Regions from separate parts of the Mus musculus genome. Here regions 1 and 3 are each linked to region 2. The links are chromatin contacts, called in public promoter capture Hi-C maps. All regions are on one chromosome and are shown on one strand. Each heading gives the region's core, a stretch centred on a gene start, on an enhancer-like site or on the middle of the called end of the contact. The rest is flanking DNA. Distances are from core to core; before and after follow the strand shown.

What was found. Promoter capture Hi-C pulls out the DNA fragments that hold promoters and counts their contacts.
Region 1: a contact with region 2 is called in a promoter capture Hi-C map of pre-B cells, with 2.2 times the contacts expected there. The contact joins the promoter of Pex7 here to the promoter of Aldh8a1 in region 2. A contact is called at or near these places in 3 of 39 promoter capture datasets (liver and pre-B cells).
Region 3: a promoter capture Hi-C map of stem cell-derived epiblast-like cells shows a contact between it and region 2, with 4 times the contacts expected there. The contact joins the promoter of Mtfr2 here to the promoter of Aldh8a1 in region 2. A contact is called at or near these places in 5 of 39 promoter capture datasets (the C10 cell line, liver, pre-B cells and 1 more).

Annotation. Positions count from the first base shown.
Region 1 is chr10:19,905,789-19,910,246 of GRCm38.p6, forward strand. It overlaps Pex7 (peroxisomal biogenesis factor 7), which reads right to left and starts at 1,886. Exons shown (of 10, transcript NM_008822.2): 1 at 1,671-1,886; 2 at 57-114. The coding sequence starts at 1,785.
Region 2 is chr10:21,375,097-21,379,922 of GRCm38.p6, forward strand. Aldh8a1 (aldehyde dehydrogenase 8 family, member A1) reads left to right here and starts at 2,204. Exons shown (of 7, transcript NM_178713.4): 1 at 2,204-2,382. The coding sequence starts at 2,245.
Region 3 is chr10:20,345,409-20,349,918 of GRCm38.p6, forward strand. It overlaps Mtfr2 (mitochondrial fission regulator 2), which reads left to right and starts at 2,411. Exons shown (of 7, transcript NM_027930.3): 1 at 2,411-2,515; 2 at 2,927-3,027. The coding sequence starts at 2,503.

The DNA of each region.
Region 1 (4,458 bases), core at 636-3,135, 1.5 Mb before region 2:
TAAGTTGCCTTAATCTTGATGCCTTATCACAGCACCAGAAATGTCAATCACTTTACCTTCTAAAAATCTGAAGTCCAGATTCATTTTGATCCAATACTAATAGAGTTCCACAGCCTAGAAGAAATACAAAACAAAACAAAGCCCTAAGTCATGTTGTTTAACCTCCTGGGAGTCATCTATGATGAAATCTTAAACATTGTGGACCAGCTTTAACTACCACAAATTTCCCATAAAATAACTGCAACCGTATATACAGAACAATTAAAAGTTACATAGTATGCTTCAGTCCTTAAATATCCAACTTACCATCTGGCCAGACTGGAATCGGAACACCAGTCTGGGGAAACGCATCAGAGTGCCAACTCACACCGGGCCTGGTGCTAGGCACGCAAACCTTTCAAGCTGGAGCTAATAACAGAAGACAAGGAAGGCTTGTGCTTACAAACCCCCAAGACTGTGGTTCTCCCCTGCTGATACACGCAGAACACACCAATCACAGCATTTTAAGACAGTATATGTGGAAATACCATATACTCGTTGGTCAGGTGTTGAAAACAACATTAACTTCAGTTATGTGCCAACAATCAATAATTTTTGCTGAAAGACTAATGTCTCTTTCTCTCCCCCATCTCACACTCCATTAACATCTGTTCAAAGGGAATCTGCACTTGAACTTTACAAGGTAAGATGACTAATTACTATGCTCACATGCACATTCAACTGTTCAAACTAGAGTCTTCACAGAATTTCGCTTTGAGTTTTTGTGATCAGTGAGGTGGGTAAAGTGTTAAAGATCTTCCACTTAAACGTAACTGATGAAGAAGAAAAAAAAAAGTCAACTGTCAGGTCAGAGACCCGACCCCTTCCATGTGCAGAGCCAGCTTCTAATCCCAGTACCCACTTGGCAGCTGACAACCATCAGTAATGGATCCAACACCCTCTTTGAATCTTCTCTTCTGACCTTAGCTGGCACCAGGCATGGTTCACAGACATACATACAAGCAAAAAACTCAGACACACACACAAAAAATCTCTAGAAAACAATTCCTAATTATACCAATTTCTTGTAAGAAACCTTTATAAAAGTCTAAAGTTTGATGGCCAAGAACTGTGAACCCAACCGTGAAAGCACTAAGCACTAATGGACAAACTATACGGAAACAAGTTTATTTACCACTACTTTTCAGAAATCGTATTTTTTTCCTGCAGTAAACAAGTATTACAGATCACTGACATTATGCAATGGTTTGCCATACACTGCTCCTGTGCATAAACAGCAGATGGGGTATAAGTTAAAATAAATGGCTTGAGCACTTAGACATCTCTGCACATTTATCCACTTCCCCTAGAACAACTAAAAGCGAGCACAGAATTTTCTAGTTTTTTTTTTTTTCTTTTTCAAGAAAGGGCCAGCGTCTCCCTAAGTCTCTGTTGAGGATGGCTTTGAACTGGTGGCTCTGTTGACTCCACCTTGCAAGTACTGACAAGTGCATCCTTCTTACAGAAGGGAAAGGACTAGCTGTAGACTTCCCCTGGGCTCCAATGCCAACTCCGCAGAAAGGGGGACCTAGGAGGGAGGGCCGAGCTCTGTCGCCCCCTGGCGGTGGCGGCGGCACCGCGCGCTCAGCGGCGCGTCCTACGCCCGCCCCGGAGGCGCGGCCCGCGCTCACCCGCGATGCCGTAGTGCTGCGCCGCGGCACAGGCCAGGCGGCCCGGCAGGTACGGAGAGAACTCGGCCGCATAGCCGTGGCGGCCGGGCACCCGCAGCGTCCGCGCCGCGCTCATTCCGCTCGCCCGCCGTCACTCGGCCTCCCGGCCCGAGCGCGGAAACAGTCTCGAGGTAGAAGTGCCCCACTGCGGCTCACTGAAAGTCCAGGAAGGCCGGGCGGAAGTGACGACGCCGACGCCCGGAATCCTAGATTTTGATTGGGCTACATAGAAAAGGGAACTGACGCCGCGAGGACCATTTTTCTTTTGGGCAAAAATCCAATGATTTGCTCTAACTAAAATCAACTGGTCTTTCAGAGATTATTCTAGACCTAAAAGAGAAGATACTCGCTAGGAGTCACTTCAGACAGTTGTTCACGTTTAATTGCAACCTCCATGTTTTTTTTTTAAATAAAAACCTTGTGTTTTTATTAATTGCTTGAACTTTAAAACTTTGCTATTCTGACATTTTCCTGATGGTTACGAAATAAAAGCCACAACAAACTCGGAAAGCAGTTAGTGAGTCCAAGGGCAACGAATGGAGTACTAGGTTGCCCAAGGTAATTTGAATCCAGACAACAATGAAGTTAAAGGATAGGACTATTATCATGTGCAATTTGCGGTCTATAGGTTTTATGTAGTTAGTTGCACTATGCAGATATATTCCAGTAATTAAGGAAGACTTGGGCTCATTAATTTCTTCATTCAAATGTTTGCCAAGCATATGCAATGTGGTAGATGAATGTGCAGTTTGCCAAACCAAACACTGAAGAGTGAAAGAGACTTGTTAATCATTAAACCAGTCAACCTGCACAGACCAAGTCATGTACCAAGCTTGGTGCTAGACTTTTGCATTCAAAAGACCCACTGGGATACGTGGTTGAGCTCAAGAGATTACAAGACTTGAAAGCTGTCAAGTGTAATCAAAATGCTATTGATGCTGTGATGAATATACACAGATGTTTTTAGGGTAGGGTGTCAGGGAACATTTTAGAAAGGAGATAATCTAGGGTGAATTCATACAAATGACTTTCTCTAACTAAAAAGTTGGAAGCCATTGTGGGATCAGGAGAAGGGTGAAGAACCCAGGAAACCTAAAACCGCAAGGGATGGTAGCTGCCAGGACTCAGTCTAGCCTGATAGAGAAAGAGCACTTTGGGTAGATTCCACCTGGTGAGAGAAAATCAAATGCTCCAACATGAACTCTTGTATTGTACCCCATGCCCAAGGAACTGTGCTGCAGCTTAAATAATAGAGATCTGTGCAAGTTTTCAGATATGGATCATTTAGTGAGTTATCATTCCCAAGCAACAGTAACTGGAGGCTAGAGATTGGCAATGGAGTACAGTTAGAGACTTTAGCAACAACTCAAGCAGAAGATGCTATAGTTGGGTAATAGTGTTTTGTTGAGAATTATGGAAAGGTGTGGAGAGGGTACGCTTAAGGGTCAAATGAAGACAAAAAGCTTAAATGGTTTCCAACTCTTAGTATAGTACTTATCTAGACACAGGAATTGTTTATTGAAATAAGGACAATGGAGCATTAATAAACTCCAGTTCTGCATGTTGACTGTGTACTGTGTGCAGTACTTGAATACAGCACAATGGAGTCCAGCCAAGCCTTCTTACTTGCATGTAGATAATATTTAAACCACGGAAATTATTTTTATTTAGCAAGAGAATGGAATGAGAGAAGACAGATAAAGGCAGATTTGGGGCAAACAGCCACATGGAAAGCTGGCAGTGGAGAAGCTATGGAAGGGAGAGAGATCCACAAGATGGGGACTGTAGACTCATTTATTACTTGGGGCTGGAGAGATGGCTCAGTGGGTAAGAGCAATGACTGTTCTTCCAGAGGCCCTGAGTTCAATTCCCAGCAACCACATGGTGGCTCACAACCATCTGTAATGAGGACTGATGCACTCTTCTGGTGTGTCTGAACACAGGGACAGTGTACTCACATATGTTCACATCACATAAAATAAATGTCTCTTAAAAAAATACTGCTCAAGCCAGGCATGGTAAATGAATGCCTTTAAACCCAGAATTTCGGAGACAGAGGCAGGTAGATCTCTGAGTTTGAAGCCAGCCTAGTCTACAGAGTGGCTGTCCTGGGGACAACCAGGGCTACAGAGAGAAACCCTGTCTCCAAAAACAAAACAACAAACAAACAAGAAGTATTTTTCAAGCTTGGAAGATTTGCACACTATTTTCAGATGTAGATTTAAATGCTTAGAAATTAGATTTGCATCAGGCAATGACACAACAGAGTTCTTATGGCTATGTAAGTATCTGTTTAGGGGCCTGGTATCTCTGTCCATAGCAGTACTAAATGCAGACTGGACAAAATATGGAAATTATTCCAATAACAGCAGATAACCTATGCAAATATTCTACCATTCAACTAGCTATAGCCCTGTGAAACTTTACAAGGGTGGAAGACAGGAGGATCACTGGTATTTAACTGGTCACCAGTCTAGCTCTGGGTAGCAGGGGAATAAGGTGGAGAGTGATAGAGAAGGGACATCTGATAGTCTTCTCTGGCCTCAGTGTGTACACCAAGATGGCTACCTGCACACAAATGCACATAAAGCACACACACACACACACACACACACACACACACACACACGCTACTCTGAGTGATTCTCATACGCTAACTACAGTACAAAGAATAAAAGCACATTTAGAGTAAAGTGTTCAGCTTTGTCAGGAACTTAGAAAATGGAAGCAGACACTGGACCTGTTAAAG
Region 2 (4,826 bases), core at 954-3,453:
CGGAAGGCATCCTTTAAGTCTGCTTTGGATGGCGGAGGGAGAAAATATCATGTTAATTATGCATCCAGGATAGGCAGTAACAGTTTGTCTATAAAAGGAAACTGGTTGTCAATTAAGGACTGAAGGATGGTAATCAGCATAGTTGATTTGACCTGTGGACGTAGATTAGATGACTTTTGAACCTTAAAGGAAATGTAAAGTGAGTTGAATAATTTTTTGGTAACACATGAATGCTAGGGAGAAAAACAAACATTTAAATAAAGAAGAGAGAAAATTGTGGGTTGAAAAGCACAAACATTGTTACAGGTGTTCCTGTTAGGAGAACTTCTAAGCATTTAAACAAACCCTGAAAACCTTTGGCTTCAGGTGTGTTTTTTCTTTGGTGGGCTTAGGTGGAGGGGCGAGGGGCCTGCTCTGCCATGAGGTGGTTGTGTGCTCTGGCAGATGGGTTCCTGTTTTCCCCATTTGTTTTTTCTTGGAAAGCAGAAGGAGATGAAATTCCAATCTTAAAGAAAAGCTCAAAGGAACAAGCACAGAAGTTTCATAGGGCCGTAAGGGACAGAGGGAGTGGGAGGCAGCCCCCGTAGTTCTGTTCTGTTTCTAGCCGGAAGCAGTGGTAGCCTGCTGGCCAGTGTGAGAGGGTGAATTCTGCCTTTTGGCCTGCAGGGACCTTAGGGAATGGCGTGTTGGCTGGCAGGCCGAGGAAACAGAGTTCAGGGCAGGTGCTGCCATTGGAGGAGTCAGCTCCATAGGAGCCCTGTTGTGGGGCTGGGGGACGGACAGAGAGTAGAGGCAAGATTTGGAGAGTGTAGCTCAGAGTCAAAGGAGGAGGGGGAAGAAGCTGGCCAGGAGGGAGGGAGAGAGGGAGGGAGGGAAAGACAGAGACAGGGAGGGAGGAGATTCATGGTCAGTAAGAAATTGAAGATGCTCTCTTTACATTTTAAACATTCTACAAGGTAGAAATACAGAGAATGGAAACACAGCAATACAGCAGCCAAAACATTTCCACAACTGGTGAAAGACAAAGCCAGTGGTAGAAAAGCAGCCTCTTCCAGTCACGGTTAAGAACAAATTCTCACCAAATGCACTGTGGTGAAAATGGGACGCCAAAGACGACAGACAGCCGTCAGTAGGTGGAGACGTGAAGTACAGGAAGGATGGGGAGATAGCAACATGGAGAACAGAAGGAACAAGACCTTCAGAGGGTTACTTGCAAAATACAAAACAAGCGCTATGATGCACAAGAGAGTTTGGTTATCCATGGAGCCTCAGCAGAGTGAACGGTGGTGTGTCCTGTCCTCTCAGAGGCCATGTGCTGGTCTGTTCAGCTGTGACAGAATAACTGAAAATCGATCACTTGAGAGAACCTGAATTCTTGTTGTTCTGGAGACTGGGAAGCCCATGATGTTGGTGTGAGGAGATTGTGTATGGTAAATATCCCCTGCCTCTGCCACTTCCTCACCAGGCAGGGCAGCTGTGCTCCTGCGGCAGAAGGCACAAATGACCCATAGCCTGTTTCGAAGGCACCACCGAGGCCGTGAGCAGCACCTTAACTCCAGGAGTGCCCACTTAAACACTGCCACTGGAGGGTTAAACGTGCCCGAATTCTGAGCGTTCAAACCACGGCATTGCCGGGTAGTGAAGACGGCTCCCTTGCTCCTGTGGCCAGTCCCTACAGGGACATGGATGCATCCTCCTGAGATGGACTCACAGGCTGTTAGGTGTAAATGTAGCTAAAGTTTCTTCTCATTTCCTGTCAGTACTTGAGTGTTCATGTGTGACCTTGGCCACATTGTGTAACCTTCCAGAGGCTCAATGCCTTCCCTAGAAAGGAGGAAGTAAGGATTGCTGCATGGGACAATATTCTGTGGAGCCAATTTTCTTTATGCTTTGCACTTCGTGTTTAAACAGTGGGCACTTATGGTGCAGTGCCGATAAAATCATCTCACACACACACACACACACACACACACACACAGTTGATATGAAAGGACAATCTGAAGACATTGTACATATGTAACTTGATGTTAGTTTAATGCAGTGCCCATTTCTCAGAATGGACCATGAGTTGCCTTCAAGAACCATCCGAGTTTGGAATCAGGAAAGTTCTGAAGCGCAGCGGGTCTCCTCCTCCCAGGTTCGGATATGCAAATGAGGACACTGGGCCTGGGGGTGAGATGAGGGTGTCCAAAGTCCTGAGGGCAGTCACAGAGGGCTGCTGTACACAGAGGGCACTTTCCTAACATGGCTGGAAAAAGGGAACTTTTGATGTTGGAGAACTTTATAGGTGGGAAGTTTTTACCCTGTAACTCATATATAGATTCTTACGATCCATCAACAGGGGAAGTTTATTGCAAAGTTCCAAACAGTGGGAAAGAAGAGGTAAGTCTATTCACTTGGGAAACTAAAACGTATTTACTGTGTTGACAAATTGTAGACAACCATTTTCTAAAACTAAAGGGGAGAGGATGAAGGAAAATGTAGCATTTTATAAGGTAGTTTATCATATGAATGGACTGGTCTGAGCTGGAATGGCTCTGAGTTTACTATGTTCAAGAGAAAGTTGTTAGCTGTGGGAACAGTGGTTTTAATGTTTGTAATTCTCAGACAGATTGTAATAGTTATAGAGAACTCTTACGATATGAAATGCATCCTTCTCTCTACAAAGTGCCCACTGGCTCCATGGGTTTATAAAAATAAATCTTGAAAACTTAAATTGGGAACAAAACAAAAGCCCAGTACTTTATTTTAGACCATCATCTGATAGTTCCTCATATCTCTGAGAATACCCAGTCTAATAAAGCCAGTTATTTGAGTAATGAAGCTGAAAATTAAACTCTCATGTCATTTCATTAAACTTAACAACTTAAAAAATGAGGGTTCATGTCCCTTTCTCTTTCCTTTTTCTTTCTTTTCTAGTTATGAAGAATTAAGTCACTTGGGGAATTTTGTAAAATGCTTGAGATATATTTAATGTTATGAATTATTGCACTGAGAATAAAAAATGTTTGGTGTGCTGAGTGACTGATGTGTGTGTGGTTACCAAATGCAAACCGCCCATTGTTTATTCTTTTCAAGGCACAAACAACTCGATTATAATATAATTCCAATCTTCCTATATAAATATATCTTATATGCCAAGTTTTTTCTTCAAAAATTCAACTTTTTTTCTTCACTGGTAAATTTTAAATCTGTCTTCTAGAGGAAAAAAACAACTTTAGACTCTGTACTAAAGTTTAAGAATATTGGGTAACTTGTTAGTTACATTGTAACCAGCAATTTTGCTTGCTTCCAATGACCCAAACTGCATGAGACCAAGGCTTCTCTTCTCCATCTCCTGGTGTTTCCAAAGTGAGGAGATGCAGGTGGAGTGTGGTACCGGCTGGCACTTCTTCAGGAAATAGAATAAAACATATTTGCTTTTGCTTTTCCAGTAATATGTATGTTTTATTTTCTCAGCAATCCAGTTTGCAAATATTTTGGGTTCCACAAAAGCTGTGTCTTTGTTGATTTTACAAGATATGTGCCGAATTTTGGGCCTGTGTGAGTGTGTGTGTGTGTGTGTGTGTGCGTGCTTGCTCGAGCGCGCTTGCTTGCATGCAGTGCAAACTGAGATAGTACAACCTGTAGACTTAATCTGAACCATACAGGAGGGCAGAAAAGCACTCAGATGCATTCTGAGTGCATCACGTTTTGGCCACAAGAGGGCATCTGCTTATTTACCCTGGGAGCCCCACACTCCCGTTCCAACAGAAGCCTCTATCATGGGTAGGGCGAGGAAACTTATGCTATAACAGTGGTTCTCAGCCTGTGGGTCAAGACTCTGATGGAGGTCAAAAAGATCTTTTCACAGGGGTTCAGCACTTGGGGTGTAGAGTTAGGAGATGAGCTAGTCACTTCAAGTGCCAGGGACAGCCGTAGGACGTGATCACACAGTGAAGACTTGACTTTATAAACTGTCAGCTCTTAATTAAGAGCTTTGGAAGTTTGACACATCTAGACAACTTTCCTATCCCACACTAGATAAAAAAACAATATGTTCTTTGGGAAATGATTGAGAATTCTCCTCTTTTAAAATTAAAATCACTCTTTCCAAATTACTTGAAGGCTGCATTTTAGATGCCTTGGTAAAGATTGTGCGTGCTCCTCTTCCTGACCCCCAGCTCCTGTCTATGGATTTGACTCTGAGTTTGCAAGTTGAGCATCTGACCTACCTTAGAACTACATGCTGCTGGTGTGGCAGTGTGTGTGTGTGTGTGTGTGTGTGTGTGTGTGTGTGTGTGTAGTGGCTGCCTCTCAATCAATCCCTTTGAGATGTAGCCTCAGCCCCTCCTAGATCCCCATTCAGCCCAACTGGCTCAGGCCATAGTTGCTTTCTCTGTAAAAGGAAAAGCTGCCCGGGTGAAGGCAGCGGGCTGCACTTTTGTCAGCTCTGCAGCTCTCTCGGTGGTGGAGCAGCTGTAGCTTGCTCCATTTAGTGCAAAGAAGGATGCAGCTAGCATGTGTCTGCCACAGCTGGCTGGCTACCCTTCACCCAGCAAAGGAGAGCTGGTCACTTGCACTATCACTGCTACAGACACCTTTTATTTTAATGGCATGAAAATAAAATGTTCATTTCTCTGGGATAAATTCTGGGGAGGGTGTTACTGACTAGCAGGGCAGTGGGTGGGGGGAGGGTGTGTGTGTGTGTGTGTGTGTGTGTGTGTGTGTGTGTGTGTGGCTGCCTAAGAGGTTTGGCACTGTCCTGCTCTGCCAGAGGGCCCCACCTTTCTCATTCCCACCAGTAATGGATGGGAGGTCTCCTTTCTTAGCATCCTTCCCAGTAT
Region 3 (4,510 bases), core at 1,161-3,660, 1.0 Mb before region 2:
TCCCAGCACTCACATGGTAGCTTCATAACAATAAACTAAATTCTAAGGTATCCAATAGTCATACACATGGTACATATTCATACATAGACAAAACATTGGTACAATGTCAAGTCTAGAGAAATTTAAAGTAACATGGCTTACTTTATGTGCATTGGTGTGTGTGTGAGAGAGAAAGATCGATCTATTGGAACTGGAAATACAGATAACGAACTGCCAAGTGTTGCTGGCAATTAAATCCAAGTCCTCTGGAAGAGCAGTCGTGTTCTTGGCCACTAAGCCATTTTCCCAGCCACCAGAGATGGTTTATGCCCTTCATGGCCATGTGTACGATGTCTCTGCAGAGGTGAGAAGAGTGGATTAGATCCTTGTAGATAGAGTTGGCTGTGAGCCACTGTATATGAGCTGGAAATTCAATCCAGGTCATCTGGAAGAACAGCCAGTGTGATTTTCTTACTGCTGAGCCACCTTTCTAACCCAGATAGCTTTGACTTATTAGAGGACTTGGCAGACCACAGAGCCCTTACTCCCAAGGATCCACTAGCCAGCTCAAATGGCTCAGACACATATAACCTACCTGTATTCTCTGGCACAGCTCCCAATTCTGGTTGCTCAATGGCTGCTTTCTTTGGAACACTCTGCATGGCAGGATAGAGGTGATCAGAAGGAAGAAGTAGAAAAAAAATAGATGGAAGGTGCAATTCAGGAACAGATGGAGAAGGGATAAATACTAAATATTTGAAAAAGCTGTAAGGAATAATTTTATATTTACTAAGTTTGCATATGATATAGTAAGTATGTGCATGCATACCTATATAGTTTAAATGAAATTATGCCACTTGGAGCGATAATGCTCTGCATTAGAGCCATAGTGGGGGAAAAAAAAATCCAGTACTGGATATGAGAAACTTAAGTTGTTGGTCATTTGAATCTAAGAGACTCCAAAAACAGTTTATGCTATTGCTGGCACCCGCGGTGGCTTCTCAGAAGACATCACACACACACTTAGGACAGACTTGGAGGAACTGTGTTGATCTGATCCTTAAATGAGGGAAAGGCAGCATTTCAAAGCCAACTTTCTTTAATTTCCGATCATGTCCCAAAACATTAATAACAAACCAAAACAACCAAAAACCAAAAAACACATTTCTCCAGAGAGTTTATACAGTCTTGGTTGTTTCTTTTCAGAAATGCTGTATTATTTTTTATTTTTTATTTTTGGTTTTTTTGAGACAGGGTTTCTCTGTGTGGCCCTGGCTGTCCTGGAACTCACTCTGTTAACCAGGCTGGCCTCGAACCCAGAAATCCACCTGCCTCTGCCTCCCAAGTACTGGGATTAAAGGCGTGCACCACCATGCCCAGCCTTATTATTTTTTAAGAATATACATATATTCATATATATATGTTATATATATACATATATTTATATATATGTAATTTGTTTTTGTTTTTTGTTTTGTTTGGTTTTTTGAGACAGGGTTTCTCTGTATAGCCCTGGCTGTCCTGGAACTCACTTTGTAGACTAGGCTGGCCTCGAACTCAGAAATCCGCCTGTCTCTGCCTCCGAGTGCTGGGATTAAAGGCATGCGCCAACCACTCCCAGCAATTGTTAAGATTATTAAAACATTCCTAAGAAAGGAAAAGAAAATGTAAGAATTTCAAAACTTAATGCTCATGTCCTCATGACATGCCAAATCTTTAGTTATTTAACTGAGGTTTTGTAATTAAATACATTACTACAATTAAATATCAATTTGTGAATTGGGTTGTGGTGAGTATAGCTATGACCAGTGTATATAACTCTGCTTTCCATAATCTCTTACTGTCAATACAAAACAAGGGTTTTTTGGTTTTGTTTTGGTTTTGATTAATTAAAGCTTTTTTGCTTTTCATTAGCTTTCAAAAGTTTGAAAGGTAAAGGTGTAAAAAAGCCTTAGGGTCAGCGAGATGGCTCAAGCAGCCTGCTACCAAACCTGAGGTCTCAAGTTCTATCCGTGGATCCTACACAAATTGTCCTTTGGCTTTGAAACAGGTACTTTGGCATGTGCATGTGTAGCGTGCACACACTAAGACATGTAAACAACTAGACTGGACAGTGTGGCTCAACATGAGTAATCCCAGCATTTAGCATAACGGCTAGATATTTTCGCAGAATGACTAAACAATTACAAGTGGGCGGATTCTTTGTTGAATGTTGGGAAGGCTTGACACCTTACTGGCAAAGGACTGAGTGAAGCACAAGTTGCAAAGGCAGAAGACACAATTCCGAATGCTGGGGGCACGGTGCGCATGCGCCTTTCGAATGCGCCTATTGGCTCTTACCCTTCCAATCACCGGCGGCGTCCTCCGGCGGCGTCCAATAGGGATAGACTCCGAACTCCGGCCCGCGAAGCTTGATATTCCAGGCTGGGGTCGAGTCGGAAGCGGCGAGCGATTCCGGGAAGAAGCTACTCTGCGGCTGTAGGTCGCGTCCGGAGAGTTTCCCCGGCCGCCTGGCGCCGTGCAATGCCGCGGGATGGTGAGTGGCACGGGCTCCGTTAGGCCTCGGCTTCCGGTCGGTGGCCGGTGACGGACGGACGGACGGAAGCGCGGGCGGGTGGCGTTCCTCGCGGGGTGAAGAGAGCGGCTGGGCGGTTCTCTCCAGGGGCAGCAGAGCTCCAGGGATGGTGATCTTGGCTGTCGCACATTTGCTTGTCAATCCCTTTACACACACACACACACACACACACACACACACACACACACACACGGTAAGATAGCAATGGAATTTAGTAAAGTGCTCTTTCTTTCCTTTTAAGTCTCTCTTCAAAATAATAGCTCTCCAGGAGCAATCACTTGATGGTGTCATGAAAGGTCTCTGTGGTTTCCTTAGTGCGGTCTATGTAGCAGTTACCTGTCAAGAGTAATAATTGATAACTTCTCTTCTAAGGTACCAACGAACAGCGTTTTCTTGAACTTCCTTCACCAATGTCTTTCATTCTAAATATATTAAGAAACGTGCTGGAATATTTTGGTGTTCCCGTAGACCAGGTAAAAGTCTTTTATTAATTTTGCTAACTTTATTTTTGGGTCTCGTTATTGTCGTTGCTTTGAGACAGGATATGGTGCAGCTTAGGCTAAAAGTCTGGATTTTGCTGCTATTCTTGGGTCGTTTTTGTTCTTTGAGCCAGGCAGGGCACTATGCAGTTCAGGCGTTCCTTGAGCTCCTGATCCCCCCCCCCTACCAATGGGAGGAAGTTAGGACAGAAACTCAAAACAAAGCAGGAACCTGGAGGCAGGAGCTGATGGAGGAATGCTGATAACTGACTTGTTCCACCAGCTTTCTTATAAAAATTAGGGCCACCTGCTCAGGGGTGTTACCACCCACCACCACCTACCAATGGCTGATTACAGATGGACAGTGTGCCATTTTGAACATGTTCTCTGCCCTGATTAGTTTTTATTGTCAACTCGGTATTAGAGTCTTATGGGGAGAGGAACCTCAAGAAATAGCTTAGATTACGTTGGCTTGTGGCCCTGTCTCTAAGTGAGTGTCCTTACTGTTCATAGTTGTGGTAGGGCCCAGCCCTGTGGAGGATACCATTCTTGGGATAATGAGTTCTGAGCTGTATAAGAAAGCTAGTTGAGCCTGAGCCAGGGTTTCTGCTTCTATTCCTGCCTGACTTCCCTCAATGATGATGAATCGTGACTGGCTAGTTTCATTTCAACTTGACACAAACTGTAATGATCTGAGAAGAGGGAACCCTGATTGAGAAATTGCCTTCCAAAAGTCAGGCTATAGGCTAGTCTGTAGAGCATTTTCTTTTTTTTTTTTTTTTTAAAGGGTAGCCAGTCATACTTTTTTTTTTTTTTTTTTTTTTTTTTTAAGATTTATTTATTTTATATGTAAGTACACTGTAGCTGTCTTCAGACACTCCAGAAGAGGGAATCAGATCTCGTTAGGATGGTTGCGAGCCACCATGTGGTTGCTGGGATTTGAACTCCAGACCTTTGGAAGAGCAGTCTGGAAGAGCAGTCGGGTGCTCTTACCCACTGAGCCATCTCACCAGCCCCGAGCATTTTCTTAATTAGTGATTGATGTGGGAGAGCCCAGCCCATTGTGGGTGGTAACACCCCTGAGCAGGTGGCCCTAATTTTTATAAGAAAGCTGGTGGAACAAGTCAGTTATCAGCATTCCTCCATCAGCTCCTGCCTCCAGGTTCCTGCTTTGTTTTGAGTTTCTGTCCTAACTTCCTCCCATGATGACATTTTTTCCTCCCCACGTTGCTTTTGGTCATGATGCTTCTCATAGCAGCAGATAGAAAACAGCAAAGTCACACCATGTGTGTTAGTACAGGCCTCAGTTGTTAGAGAGACTGAGACAGAGGGATCTACATTTCAGGGTCACCTTAGGCTACAGAGTGAGTTGAAGACCTTCTTGGGCAGCTTAGTGAGACTCCATCTCAAAGTCAAAGGGCATGAAGTAGGGCTAGGATATAAGATACGTGGCTCTGTGGTAGAACACTTGCCCAGT